3 separate regions of the Sus scrofa genome follow, and all the other regions are linked to region 1. A link is a contact called in public HiChIP or PLAC-seq and promoter capture Hi-C data. All regions are on one chromosome and are shown on one strand. The core of a region is the stretch at or near the end of the contact, and the rest is flanking DNA. Distances in the headings are between cores, read along the strand shown. Region 1 holds the start of UBE3D (E3 ubiquitin-protein ligase E3D). Region 2 holds the start of IBTK (inhibitor of Bruton tyrosine kinase). Region 3 holds the start of TPBG (trophoblast glycoprotein).

What was found. Promoter capture Hi-C pulls out the DNA fragments that hold promoters and counts their contacts. HiChIP or PLAC-seq counts read pairs in DNA pulled down with a chosen protein or histone mark.
Region 2: a promoter capture Hi-C map of fetal skeletal muscle shows a contact between it and region 1, with 9 times the contacts expected there. The contact joins the promoter of IBTK here to the promoter of UBE3D in region 1. A contact is called at or near these places in 4 of 5 promoter capture datasets (fetal liver, fetal skeletal muscle and liver), 6 of 47 Hi-C or Micro-C datasets (brain, embryonic fibroblasts, epiblast stem cells and 2 more) and 2 of 2 datasets of contacts at active chromatin or transcription factors (alveolar macrophages and skeletal muscle).
Region 3: a contact with region 1 is called in an H3K27ac HiChIP or PLAC-seq map of skeletal muscle, with 16 times the contacts expected there. The contact joins the promoter of TPBG here to the promoter of UBE3D in region 1. A contact is called at or near these places in 3 of 5 promoter capture datasets (fetal liver, fetal skeletal muscle and liver), 10 of 47 Hi-C or Micro-C datasets (adipose tissue, embryonic fibroblasts, epiblast stem cells and 6 more) and 1 of 2 datasets of contacts at active chromatin or transcription factors (skeletal muscle).

The regions. Positions count from the first base shown.
Region 1 is chr1:83,138,191-83,142,550 of Sscrofa11.1, forward strand. UBE3D (E3 ubiquitin-protein ligase E3D) reads left to right here and starts at 2,289. Exons shown (of 10, transcript XM_021091912.1): 1 at 2,289-2,712. The coding sequence starts at 2,636.
Region 2 is chr1:83,971,636-83,975,995 of Sscrofa11.1, forward strand. IBTK (inhibitor of Bruton tyrosine kinase) reads left to right here and starts at 1,926. Exons shown (of 29, transcript XM_001924870.6): 1 at 1,926-2,110.
Region 3 is chr1:83,849,375-83,853,734 of Sscrofa11.1, forward strand. It overlaps TPBG (trophoblast glycoprotein), which reads right to left and starts at 1,952. Exons shown (of 2, transcript XM_021091971.1): 1 at 1,828-1,952; 2 at 1-753. The coding sequence starts at 398. LOC110260701 (a long non-coding RNA gene) reads left to right here. Exons shown (of 4, transcript XR_002344017.1): 4 at 1,837-4,360.

The DNA of each region.
Region 1 (4,360 bases), core at 1,039-3,538:
ATAAGGATTGGTCCAGCTCTGAAATTGTATACTTATAAGGGGAGGCCTTGAGACTATAAGGTTGCAGCTGACAGCTGCTAGCAGATGTTGTTTTGAGAAAGGCTGAGGGTGTCCTTGAGTCTGAGTGATATAGTTTAGAAAATTCAGATTCTTAGTGATACAGGAATGTGTCTGAAGCCATATCCACGATGGCCACCTGGCTCCATTTGAATGCCTGAACCACAGTTATGCCATTGTTATTTTTTTAATGCATTATTTTCTTTATGGTTAAGGCAGATGTACAATGTTTATTTAATAGACCACGAATAGGCTCTATTGGTTAACCTTAAGTTCAGGTCAAATCATGTTTAAGCCAGAATGACTTCCCCGTATCTTACTATGGGAAAATTTCTTTCATCAAAACCATCACCCTGGGGTGTTTCCGTCATGGCTCAGTGGTAACACATCTGACAAGGAACCATGAGGTTGCAGGTTTGATCCTTGGCCTTGCTCAGTGGGTTAAGGATCCAGCGTTGCTGTGGGCTGTGGTGTAGGTGCAGACGTGGCAGAGATCCCAAGTTGCTGTGGCTCTGGCGCAGGCCAGCGCTTCAGCTCTGATTAGACCCCTACCTACCCTGGGAACCTCCACATGACTCAGATGTGGCCCTAGAAAAAAAGGCAAAAAAGACAAAAAAAAAAAAAAAAAAATCACCCTGGAGGGAGTTCCCTTTGTGGCTCAGCGGTTAATGAACCTGACTAGGATCCATGGTGATGCAGATTCGATCCCTGACCATGCTCAGTGGGTCAAGGATCCGGCGTTGCCTTGAGCTGTGGTATAGGTCGAAGACTCGGCTGTATCCCAAGTTGCTGTGGCATAGGCCAGCAGCTGTAGGTCTGATTCGACCCCTAGCCTGGGAGCTTCCATATGATCCAGATGCAGCCGTAACAAGCAAAAAACAAAACAAAACAAAACAACAAAAAAAAACCCATCGCCCTGGAGTTCCTATTGTGGCACAGTGGGTTAAGAATCCTACTGCCTGGGCTCAGGTTTGATCCCCGGCCCAATACAGTGGGTTAAAGAATCCAGGGTTGCCACTGCTGTGGGGTAGGTTGCAGCTGTGACTTGCATTCAATCCCTGGCTTGGTAACTTCCATATGCTGTGGGTGTAGCCCCCAAAAAACAAAGAAACAAAACAAAAAAACACTACCCTTCATCACCATTGTTGTGATGAAATACCAGTAAATTTAATTCTTTTAATTGGGTTGTTACCTCCATCCATGAATTTGAATTCTGATGGATGTAGGATTTTGTGAAACAAAATGAGCTTTAAAAACTCCATATAAATATTTTAGAAAAATTGTCTTAATCTAGTACCCCTCGAGGGACATGGCTTTATTTTCATTTGGAAATCTTTTTTTGTTTGTTGTTTTAGGGCTGCACTGGGCAGCATATGGAGGTTCCCAGGCTAGGGGTCAAATCAGAGCTGCAGCAACAGGGGATCTATGTGGTGTCTACCACCTACACCACAGCTCAGGGCAACACTAGATCCTTAACCCACTGAGCAAGGCCAGGAATTGAACCAGCATCCTCATGAATTCTAGTTGGGTTTGTTAACCACTGAGCCAGGACAGGAACTCCTAGAAAATCTTGAAATTAATATGTTTAGTGTGTGGTAATTACAACCTTAAAATGATAAAGTAGAACATCAATAAACATGATTTTTCCGCATACAAGTGAACATTGTTTTTCTTTTAAAGCCTCTTGCTCTAAAAAATATATTCGTATTATAATTCTACTGTAGCCTTATATTTTAATATTTTCCCATGATAACTATTTACTTTATACTAGATCCTTTTCTTCAGTGGGTGAAACTTTCCAAAATCATTTTCTAATAGCAATGAAATAAATTACAACTCCCCTGAGTCAATTTTTACCTTTGCAAAAGTGAATAGTGAAAATGTACATGTGGAATCATTCTCATCTTCCTCTTTTCAAAGGTTATAGACATGCATAATCCTGTGCTTCATGATACTGGATATAACAGCAGAGATAACAGGAAACATCTCACATTTTTGCAACCGTTTCCATTTTGGAGCGATCCAGCCTAAATTTAGAAGCAATGCCAAGTCAATTCTGGACATCTGTTGCCTCAGAAGAGAACTAAAATACGACCGACCAGCGTTCATTAAAGAAAAAGGCTGTAGTCCATTAAAAATAACAACAAAGCCAAGATAAAGTGTGTGTGGGATGGGTCTTAGTCCTGATGACAGTGCCCGCCTATCATCTCCCTCTCGTCCAGCCTCATCCCTACCCGCACTAGCCAAGGGAGAGTACTTGGGATCTTACTCTGAAGGTCATATCCAGGGAGCCTGACGCACCGGGTGGCGCCCTTAAGAAACAGAGTGGGAGGGTAGTTCTGCTCTTCTGCCCACGTTTCTCAGAGATCAGCCCCCAAGCTCGGATCAGAAACTGCCGGTGACCGCCAGAACCAGTCTCGAGGCGGCGCACTCTCCGCCCGTCTGGTGGCGCTGTGGGCTGGCGAGTAGTCGAGCAGCCGAGCTCCGGATCCACGACGCCGGCACCTCCGCTGCCGCCGCAGCTCCAGCTCGGGCTGCACGTGTTGCCGCTGCGAACCCCGGGCCCTGGTCGCCCGCAATGGCGGCGGCTGGGGCGCAAGTGCGTGTGTTCCTGGAGGTGCGGAGACAGCTGCAGAGCGCGCTGCTGATCCTGGGGTAAGGCGGGCTGTGGCGTGTGGGCTCCCCAACGCAGCGGGGCACGCCTTTCTGCTGCCGGGCAGGCTCCGCCTCCCTCGGAAGGATGGAATTTTGAGTTTGTTTCTCCAGATGCTTTGAGCTTCTGGGATACTCAAAGCCGAGTACCTCATCCCTGCGCCCTCATTCCCCTACCCCCCACCTCCGCCACCTCCACTGGCAATCTTGAATCACCTGGGAGCTTTTTAGCAATGCCTTGTCTCGGTCCCACACCAGACCTGCTGAATCCGAACTTAGATTTCAACACGTTTCCTGGGATCCAGAGGCACACTTAAGTTTGAGGATCCCTAATGTTCAAGTCGTTGACTATGCCCTGCGTTTCCAACAAAGACAGTGCCAAACGTGCTTGGTTTGCCCCTTTGGAATCCTCGTTATACGATCTGTTCCAATGTGAAAGCTTCCCTTTTTGTAAATAAAACTCCGGGTTTTTTTTTCTCCTCCCCAAATTGTTCTGTGTGCAGAGAAACCGACACACTCGTTCAGTAAAAGCGTGTTCAGTGAACACAGGTTTCAGGCTTCTTATTGGAGCTCATTCTGTTTTTCGTATTCCGAGTTCCAATGAGAAGTCTGTAAGCCCTTACCTTGCTCTTCATTATTTACACAAACAAGAAACTATTAGGGAAATGTTCTCTTTTTTTTGTTTGGTAGTATATGGTACCTCCATTATTCCCTTGTAACCACTGTTTCAAATAGAGTAAATCGGATGTTAGAATCTTGAAAGTTTTATGACAAGGCACCACTCTGAGGTTGATTGGCAGAACTAGATTCAAATCCTAGCTTCTTCACCAAATTAGAATCCTTAATTTGAATGTTTTCAATTGTGAAATAAGGATGCTGTTTATTCCTCTTCTTTCTTTCTCTTTTTCCTCCCCCCCCCCCAAATTATGAATTCAAATAAGTGCTGCAGGTCCAATTCAAATGCACCTTGTAAAGTTACTCAGAGCCCAAACCTTACACAAAACTAAACAAGACCATCTTCTGCTCATCAAAGGAGTCCTTCATGCTTTCCCTGAATTACTCTTCCTTGTTTAAGAAAGTTAAACATAATTTTGCTGGATTTCTTGTTTGCTGCTAGTGGTCTTTGGCCGTTGAGCATTATCACTAAGTCCCCCTACCCTATAAAAGCAACCACTGTTCTGATTTCCTTCAACAAAGATTCATTTGCCGTTCCTTGAAGTATGTATAAATGGATTTGTAAGGTATGTGCTTGTTTCTGGCTGCTTTCCTGCAACAGTGTTTCTGACATTACTGTTTCATCTATGTCATTGCATAATTCAATAGGCCATACTTTTCATCTATGTTTCTTTTCGTCTATGTTTCATCTATGTCACTGCACATTTCAATAGGCCATTCTTTTTTCTTGCTGAGTAGTTTTCAGCCTTATGAATATACTGCAATTCATGCAGCCATTCTTTTATTGCTGGATAATTTGTGTGTTTCTAGAGCTTGCATATTATGAATAAAGCTTTCATATCTTCTTGTATAAGTATTTTTGCAGGGTTATAGGGTAGATGGGGCATGAGAAACAGCTAAACAGTTCTCCAGAGTGATTATACCAGTTCTCACCAGGAAAAAACAAGTGAATTCCAACAGCTTCACTTTCTAGCCT
Region 2 (4,360 bases), core at 676-3,175, 830 kb after region 1:
TTCATCTGTACTGTTGCCTAATCATTGCAATATTCTGTCCTAGAAATTATCAGTATCTTTGAAGACAATTTTCCAGGGAAATGGAGAGCAATCCCATATGGCTTGCAATCTATTTCATCTGGTTATCTCCTACCCAATATTCTAGTCTCAGTTCAAGTGTCACTTCTTTGCAAAGTTAAATTTATCATAGCATTATTTGCAGTTTTTGTAAGGGTTGCAAACTATTTTTACATGTGTGATTATCAAGTTTGTGTTTTGTTCACTTTTGGATCCCTAGTGCTTACCACAAAATCAATGAATGCTTGGAATAATTCTGTTGCTAAGGAAATACTTCTTACTTATAAAAAGTATGATCTACCACTTATGAAGTGTTATTGTGTGCTAGACACTCCGTTAAGTGGGATATATCTGTACATAGTTATGTTTTCACAACCCTAAAATGCATTATTGCTTCTATTTTACAGTTGAGGAAACTGAGGCTTCAAAAAAGCCAACTAGGAGTTCCCAGGCTAAGAATCCAGGGTTGTCACTGCTCTAAGGATGTTCATTTCCTGGCCTTGGAACTTCCACCTGCTGTGGGCTTGACCCCAGCCCACTGCCCCCTCCCCCCTCCAAAAAAAAAAAAAGAGAACTTGCCCAGCGACAAACAAAAGATTTAAAAGATTTGAATTTAGGTCAATGCATTTATTTACATTATGGGCTTTACTTGCCATTCTTAGCTTCTCCATGATTATAAAGGTCATCATACATAGCTTATTTTCAAAACCAGCCGATTTTTACATTACAAACTGGTTTTTGTTACATGTCAAAAAAGGACGTCAGGCACCTAGAAGGGGCAAAGAGACAGAACAAGGTTTTGGGAAGGGCGGCGGGAGAGCTAGTTATTTTCCTATTCCCTTCACTAGGGAGGTGCGTGGCTTTGGGGATTCCATAAGGTAGGCTCCAAAAAAAGTAAAGCCGAATGGGCCTTTAAGAAGACATCTAGTTCAAGTCTGTCGTTTTACAGATGAGAGGGACTAAGTGGCTTGTATAATCTACACGTGGCAGAACTGCACAGCTGTGTCTTGACTCCTAGCGTTGTTTGTTCTGAGTCACACTAGCCCTCCCTGAACAAATATTTACTGAATCAGGCCTACTCCGCAGGATGTTTCCCTTTCCCTATCCTAGTATCGATTATCGGCTACTTGCTTTCCTCCCTAATTATTTTCACTCCATTTTTAAAATGGCCCTTGGATGCAGAGTTAAAGGGGAAAAAGCATAGTGCAAGAGCCTGGGGTGAGGACTGAGTGCAGTGATCTGGTGAGTGGTATGACCCTGGCCTGGTCCCACAGCAGTGATCTAAGGAGGCAGTGACGCCTCCTGACCCAGGGAGTGACCCCAATATAATGCGGGTGTAGGAGCGGCCGGTGAGGGGCGAGGCTGAGTCTCTGCAAGACAACGCCTTTGGCTTTCCTGTGACCCCAGGGTCAGGGCAACGGGAGGGCACTCTCATAGGTGCAACATGCCAACAACGCCTTTGACTTCTGCGGCGTGGCCAAGGCATTCCGCTGCCCGAGACATCTAGCCAGGTGTCCCATACTGTTTCTAAACCCAGGTTTATCCTGAGTTCCAAATCTCCTGCTGCGGGGGAGCGACGTTTCCTCTTGGGCGACGGCTGACCCCCGAAAGGGCCGTCACCTTTCCCACCGCCCCCGTCGGCCGAGTGTCCCCGGCTGAGGCCTGCCCCGCCCCCGGCTAGCGCTGGTTGCCCCAAGGCCGGCGGGGTCAAGTTCCTTCACGCGGCCAGGGAAAGGCCAGAGCTTAGGGCTGCCACGCGAAGCATTCTGGACAGACTCCAGCCAATCCGCAAGAGGCATACACGACAGTCAACCAATCAGCGCCGGTCTTATTCCTGGGTCCCGCCCGCGCCGGCCCGTCCCTCCTTGCCCCCCTTCCGCGCGCCTGTAGTCGCGGCTGTAGCTGCAGCCGCCTCCGGAACTGACCCGGGCCTGGGGAACGGGCCTCCACTGGCGCCCTTCGGTTTCTTCTGCTGCCTTCACTGAGGATGAGTCCCTGCGCGGCCGTGTGCCCACCCCGCGGAGAACACCGGCGTATTTTCATCTAGCGACTGGTGAGGGACTGCATGGCACGGTGCGACCCCGTGGAGCCGGCAGGGGCGGTGGCCTCCCCGTAGCAGGGTGGCGTCGGGACGGTATTCTAGCTTCCCTGAGGGTGCGAGTGGGCCGCGGGGCGGGGACGCACAGGCTGCCCGGCTGCCCGCGCATTGGCGCGGGGCCAGTCGAGTGGCCTGGTCCCGGCGGCCGCCCTCAGGCCGCCTCCTGGAGCTAATGAATGGTCCGTGCAGGCGACGTGCTACGTTGCTGTCCTGCCTGCCACGCCCTCCATCGACGTAGAGGTGCTGGGTTTTGATAGTTGTCTCGTGTCACTTTCCCTCGAGCCTTGAGTTTTAAGCCATTCCTCCAGGCGCCCCTGTCCCTTATCTCTTTCGTGGCGTCACTGAAGTTTTAGTCACTGTGGGGATACTAACGACGAAGTTCAGCCTGAATCTACAGTTGTCTGTGAAAAGGGACCCGTGTGTTTTTTGGGGGGCGTGGGGTGGACAGGAGAGAGGCCTTTTTCTTTTTTGGCCGCCCCGCAGCGTATGGAATTCCTGGGCCAGGAATCAGATCCGAGCCACAGTCACGACCTAAGCCTGGGGTGCAGCAACGCCAGATCTTTAGCCCACTGCGCCAGGCAAGCGATCCAACCTGAGTCTCGGGGCTCCCAGGATGCTCTTGATCTCATTGCGCCTCAGCGGGAACTCCCCGATAGAGGCCTTTTCTGATATCATGTTGCTTTATTTCTAAAACGTTTTAGTTCAGCAGTGAAATAAGTAACCCAGGACTTCTGTGACTTCTGATCTCCAACGTAGTTAAAAAAAACTTAAAGTCTGTTGACCAGACAGGTTATTTTTCAGGAAGCAGAGACCGATGTAGTAGCACTTTTTTTTCCCCCTCATGCCTGGAAGCAGAGTGTGTTTGAAAATTGAAATTTGAAAAACAGTTTTTTTGAAGTGTAGTTGATTTACAATGTGTTAATTTTTGCTGCGCAGCAAAATGATTCAGTTATATACACATACACTCTCACGCTTTTTTTTTTGTTTTTTGGTTTTTGGCTGCAGCGTGCAGGGCCTTGATATGGGATCTCAGTTCCCAGCCCAGGGATTGAACCCTGCGGCAGCTGTGAAAGCACTAGGGATTTCCCAGCATTTTTTTTTTTTTCTTCTTTCTTTTGCCTCCACTGTGACATATGGAAGTTCACAGGCCAGAGATCAGACCCGATCCACAGTAGCAACAATGCCAGATCCTAATCTGCTGCACCACCAGGGAACTCCACAACATTCTTTTTTAAAATAGTTTTTTCTTGGAAAAAAAATTCTTAAATCGATGAAGTTAACATTTTAATTTTATTAAAGTATAGTTGACTTACAATGTTGTGATATTCTTTTCCATATGGTTTATTACAGGATGTTGAATATAGTTCCCTGTGTGCTGTATAGTAGAGCCTTGTAGTTTATCCATTCTATATGCGGTAGTTTGCATCTCCTAACCCCAAACTCCCACTCCATTCCTCCCCCACCTATTTTCCCCTGTGGCAACCACTAGTTTGTTTTCTGTGTCAGTAAATTTGCTTCTGTTTCATAGATAGGTTCATTTGTGTCATGTTTTAGATTCCATAGATAAATAATATAATAAGGTGTTTGCCTTTCTCTTTCTGACTTACTTAGCATGATAATCTCTAGGACCATCCCTGTTGCTGCAAATGGCATTATTTTGTTCTTTTTATGGTTGGGTAGTATTCCATTGTGTATATGTACCACATCTTTTTAATCCACTCATCTGTTGGTGGACATTTAGGTTGTTTTCCTATTTTAGCTATTGTAAATAGTGCTGCTTGTGAACACTGGGGCACATGTATCTTTTTGAGATAAAGTTTTGTCTGGATATATACCCCGGAGGTGGATTGCTGGATCATATGGCAATTCTATTTTTAGTAGAAAATCAAAATTTATCAGAAATACTGAAAGAATGTGACTCTTGTGACTGGTAGAGTTTATATGCCCATGATGTGCAAATTCACATCCTTCCATAGCTCCTTCATCTTTGTACTGTTTCTCTTTCTTTCTTTCTTTCTTTTTTTAACAGCCACATCTGTGGCATATGCAAGTTCACCGGGTGAGGGCTTAATCAGAGCTGAAGCTGAATCCTGTGCAATAGCCATGGCAATGCTGGATCCTTAACACTGACTTGAAGCAGGAATTGAACCTGCATCTTTAGAGACATCGGGTCCTTAGCCTGCTGAGCCACAGTGGGAATTCTTC
Region 3 (4,360 bases), core at 702-3,201, 710 kb after region 1:
TGCACCTCCGTCAGGCGGCTGCCACTGAGGTTGAGTGCAGACAGCTCGGCCAGCGGCGGCCGGCGGGCGAAGGCGCCAGTGGGGAGCACGGCCAGCTGATTGCCGGTGAGGAAAAGGGTACGCACGTAGGGGGGCAGATCCGCGGGCACCTCGGTCAGGTTGCGGCCCACGCACTTGACGGTGCGCGCCGCCTCGGAGCACTCGCACGGCTGGGGGCAGCGGCCCGGCAGCGGGGGCAGGGCGGACGCCGCGGAGGCCGGGAACGACGCCGAGGAGGTAGAGGACGCCGAAGAGGTGAGGGAGGACGAAGAGACCCAGCCCAGGAGGACCAGCGCCAGGCGCGCCAGCCGCAGCCGCCCGTCCCCGGCGGCCGGGCCCCGGGAGCACCCCCCAGGCATCGCGGCTCAGGTCTCCCCGGAGCTGGGCTGGGGCGCCGCCCGCTCCGAAGGCTCAGGAGGCTGGGCCGGGAGGGCGCGGGCCGGCCGGAAGCGTCTAGAGAAAACTTTCCTCCGGTGGGTGCGGAAGAGGGCCGCTGTAGCCGCCGCCCGCCGCCGGAACTTGACTAACCCCCTAGCCACCGGGCGTCCCCCTCCCGGGTCCGATTCCCCCGCCCCTTCCCCCCAGAAAGTACGCACGGCGGGTCGGGACGCCCAGCTCCGCGCTCACTCCTCCCGCTCCTCTTCCAGCCGGCGCCCCCGGGTGGTACCTCCTTGCCTCTAGGGTTGGCGCTTCGCGCTGGGTCCACTGCGCGACCTGGGACAAGCAGGAGAGAAGCGTGAGGAGCGGCGGCGGCCGCTGCTCCCTGACTGCAGAAACTGGCCTCTCCGAGCCAAGCCGTCCCCCCAACTCAGTACCCAAGACCTCCCTCCAAAAGCCCGTCCGGGCCTCGCCTCCTCCAGCTCCACGCACATCCTTACCCGGGAGAGGGGCGCGCGACCCGAGACCCGGAGTACGGTCTCCTCTCTGTCCCGGCCCCTGCTATATATACCCTTCCGGCTCCCGCCCCCCTCCCTCCCGGATCAGACTCGTCCCCCGCGTCTAACTTCTCGCTTAATCCCCGGCGCCTCCCGACCAAACTTCTCACTCTCCCAGCTCCTTCCCCCACCGCCTCCGCGGAAGACCTGCCTTCCGGGGTCTCCGCCCCCGCCTGTTCTGCAGGACCTCTCCTCCGGGTCCACGTTAGGATGAGAGGGAAGTTTCAGCTTACAGGAGTCTTTTGATCTCTTTTAGATGCCCTCTCGGCTTAAGAAGTGGGGTACCTTAGGGCTGCCGCCACCCCTGAGCCCGCACGCCCACCCGCCCCTCGGATCGGAGGGCCTTCAAGTCCTCTCCAAAGGGGAGGGGAGAGGCCGCGAACAAAGCCGCGGTGGGACCCAGGACCTGCGCGGCTCTCCCGCCTGAGGATGGGGAGGGGCTGGAAGCCGCCTCCCAGTTCTCGCCTTCTCCGCCTGCTCCCCACAGCTCACCTCCAGGGACAACTCCGAGTCCCACCAGAGTCGCGGCGACTTCCCCGCTCCACGCTGCCGGAGCCGACGCTCCTCGCACCCCAGCCCCTGGCCCAACCTCCGCGGCTGGGAAAAACCAACCCGGGGGGCGGGGGAGGGCAAGCCTGAGGGAGGAAAGACTCTGGTGGTGCAGCCAGCCTCGGCGGCCTTCAGGAGGGGGGGGATTTAGAAAGGAGACCGGAGGGCTGAGGGGAGATCTGGGCTACACGCCTCCTCCCGGTGGAAATTGACGAGGAATGTACCCGAAAAGGTGAGGGAATCCCTTTTTCTCCCCCTTCCTAGGCATCGTTTGGTGGTTCCTCATTTTGCATACTGTATTTACCTTGAACAGGAACAAAACCGCTGGTGAATCTCGTGGAATTCGCCCAGATTCTGGCACTTACGGCAGAACCAGATAGATTTTGGCGTGACCAAGCAGCGCGAAGCCGCAGCATAGAGAAACGAGCTGAAAATGCACAGCGGCAGCAGCAAAAAACCCCAGCAGTCCGCAAGGGAGTTTCAGAAAGTCTTCCCAGCCAAGTGATGCCTTGGACTGCCAACTTCAGGTTTAGGTGCAATTAGTGCGTCCCCACCTGTCCCGCCCCCGCGCTTCTTGCCTGGTTTCGGGACTTGGGAAGGGAGAGAGCCAACTTGAGGGAGAAGGAAAAGAAAGGGGAAAAAAGGGATTGGTGGAGAAGAGATTCATTCTTGATTCATTACTTTTCTTCTCCCCAAATTAAAAGCAGAGGGACGAAAACAGCAGCCAAGGCATCCTAGAAACAAAAGGCAAATAGCGAGGATGTGAGTCACCCGGAAAGCGGACCCGCCCCCCTCACCAGATGTGGCAGCGGTGTCAGTGCAAGTCCTTTAGGCTGGGAGAGCTCCCGGGGTGGGGGTGGGAGGAAGGCCGCCAGAAAAGAACCGAAGTTTGGTACTGAAGTCTGACGCCCCAGGGGGCACCGGTTAGGCAGGGAGCAGTTGGGGTAGGAGACACGGACTCCTGGAGTACAAGGAGGATACCTTGGAGAGGTTTGCGGTCCTGAAAGCTCTGCCGTTTTCTCCAGGACTCAGTATCTCCTTTGTCCCAATCCAATTGGAGAAAACAGTTGGGAAAACTAAGATCTGGTAATATAAAAAGAATAGAATAAGGAAATGCCCAAGTTTGTGCCTATGACTTGGGCCTTTAGTGTGAAGAAAGATCCCAACTTTTCAGTGGATTATTGATGACTTTGGTGGAAGAGAAAGTCTGTAGAGCCAACAGCAAAAATGGCCCAGACAAGACCTGTTTTGTTCATCTGCATCTTCAGCACGTTTATCTAAATCTCCTGTTCGTATTTTTAAGTGTGTTTTGTATCATGAATGTGAAACACTTCAAAAAAAGAATCTCAAAAGCTGTAGTCATGTTCTGTATCCCAATGATGGTGGTGGTTGTAGTTTCATAAATCTGTACGCATGTTAAAATTCATAGAACTTTGTACACCAAAAAGAGTCAGTTTTACTGTATGATAAATTTTGAAACAAAATTAATTACTCATGAGGGGAAAAAAACTGTAATAATTCTGCAGCATGATATTCATTTTGGTTCTGCTCTGTTAAGGAAAGTGAGAATCACTTTAGAATTTAGAAAGATATTCTCATCTGATCAGCCAATCAGCTTGGTAATATGGATATATCATTAGTATTAATGTCTTGTTATTGGTATTGTTATTCTGTTTTACAGTTGAAAACACTGGGGCTCTGAGCTAAGAATAACTAGCTTTGACAGTGTCTTTTACTTTCCAAGCCCTGTGCTGATGACTTTATAGAAATTATGTCATTTGCTCTTCCCATCAGTACTAAGGTAGATCCTCTCCTTAGTTTTACACAGGAGAAAATAGAGGCAAAATAAATTATGTAACTTGTTCAGATGTGTGGTAGAGGTGAGGACCAGGCCCAGATTTGTCTGCTCCTTATATAATATCTCACATTCCACCTCTAGGTGAGATTGAGGAGTTTGTGCAGAGTCCTACTCTGATTCACTTTGGCAGAACCAAAGCCTCACCCCTGGCTCTGCTTAATTTCTTCTACCTGCCTACAGCTAGAAGCTGGTTATGGCTGCTGAAGCAGGACTCAGGAATTTGGGGGCATTTTTAGCTCCATCACTTACTTATTGTGCAGCTTCTATATACCCCTGATTCTTAATCTGTAAAATAGGACCACTAATAAAATGTTATTTCTGTGAGATTTGAGATAACTTATACAACACCCTTAGCAAAATTGCTCATTATTATTGTGCTCTTGTTAATTACTCTCCCTCTTGCCATTTACTGTGCATGCACCAGATCTCTATAACTATGTTAAGGACAGAAATACAAGGTTGAATAGTCTTAAGGTTTCTTTCCAGTAGAATTGCCAGATTTAGCAAATAAAAACACAGGACACTCAGTTAAATTTGAATTTCAAATACACAATGAATGATCTTTTAGTATAAATATGTCCTATGCAATATTTTGAATGTACTTATCTTTAAAAAAAATCATCCTTTACCCAAAATTCATATTACCTGGCATCCTGTATTTGATCTTCATGACAAAGGAGTTCATAACCTGGTGGAAGAAACACACAGAAACAAAAGCTTTCAGTGCAGAATACTGAATGCAGTTTAGTGCATATATCTTTCCAATCTCCTCTCTCTTTATATACATTTTGCTTCCATTTCTGCCATTTTTATAAAAATCATGTTATAGTATATTTATTATTATTATTTTAATTTTAAAACAACTAGGTATCATTCTGTGCCCATATGTATGGGTAGGCTTCTTCTTTAAAGACTGCAAAATATTCTATTCTGTGGATTGCGTTATATTTTTTAACTGCCCTATTAAAAGACATTAAGA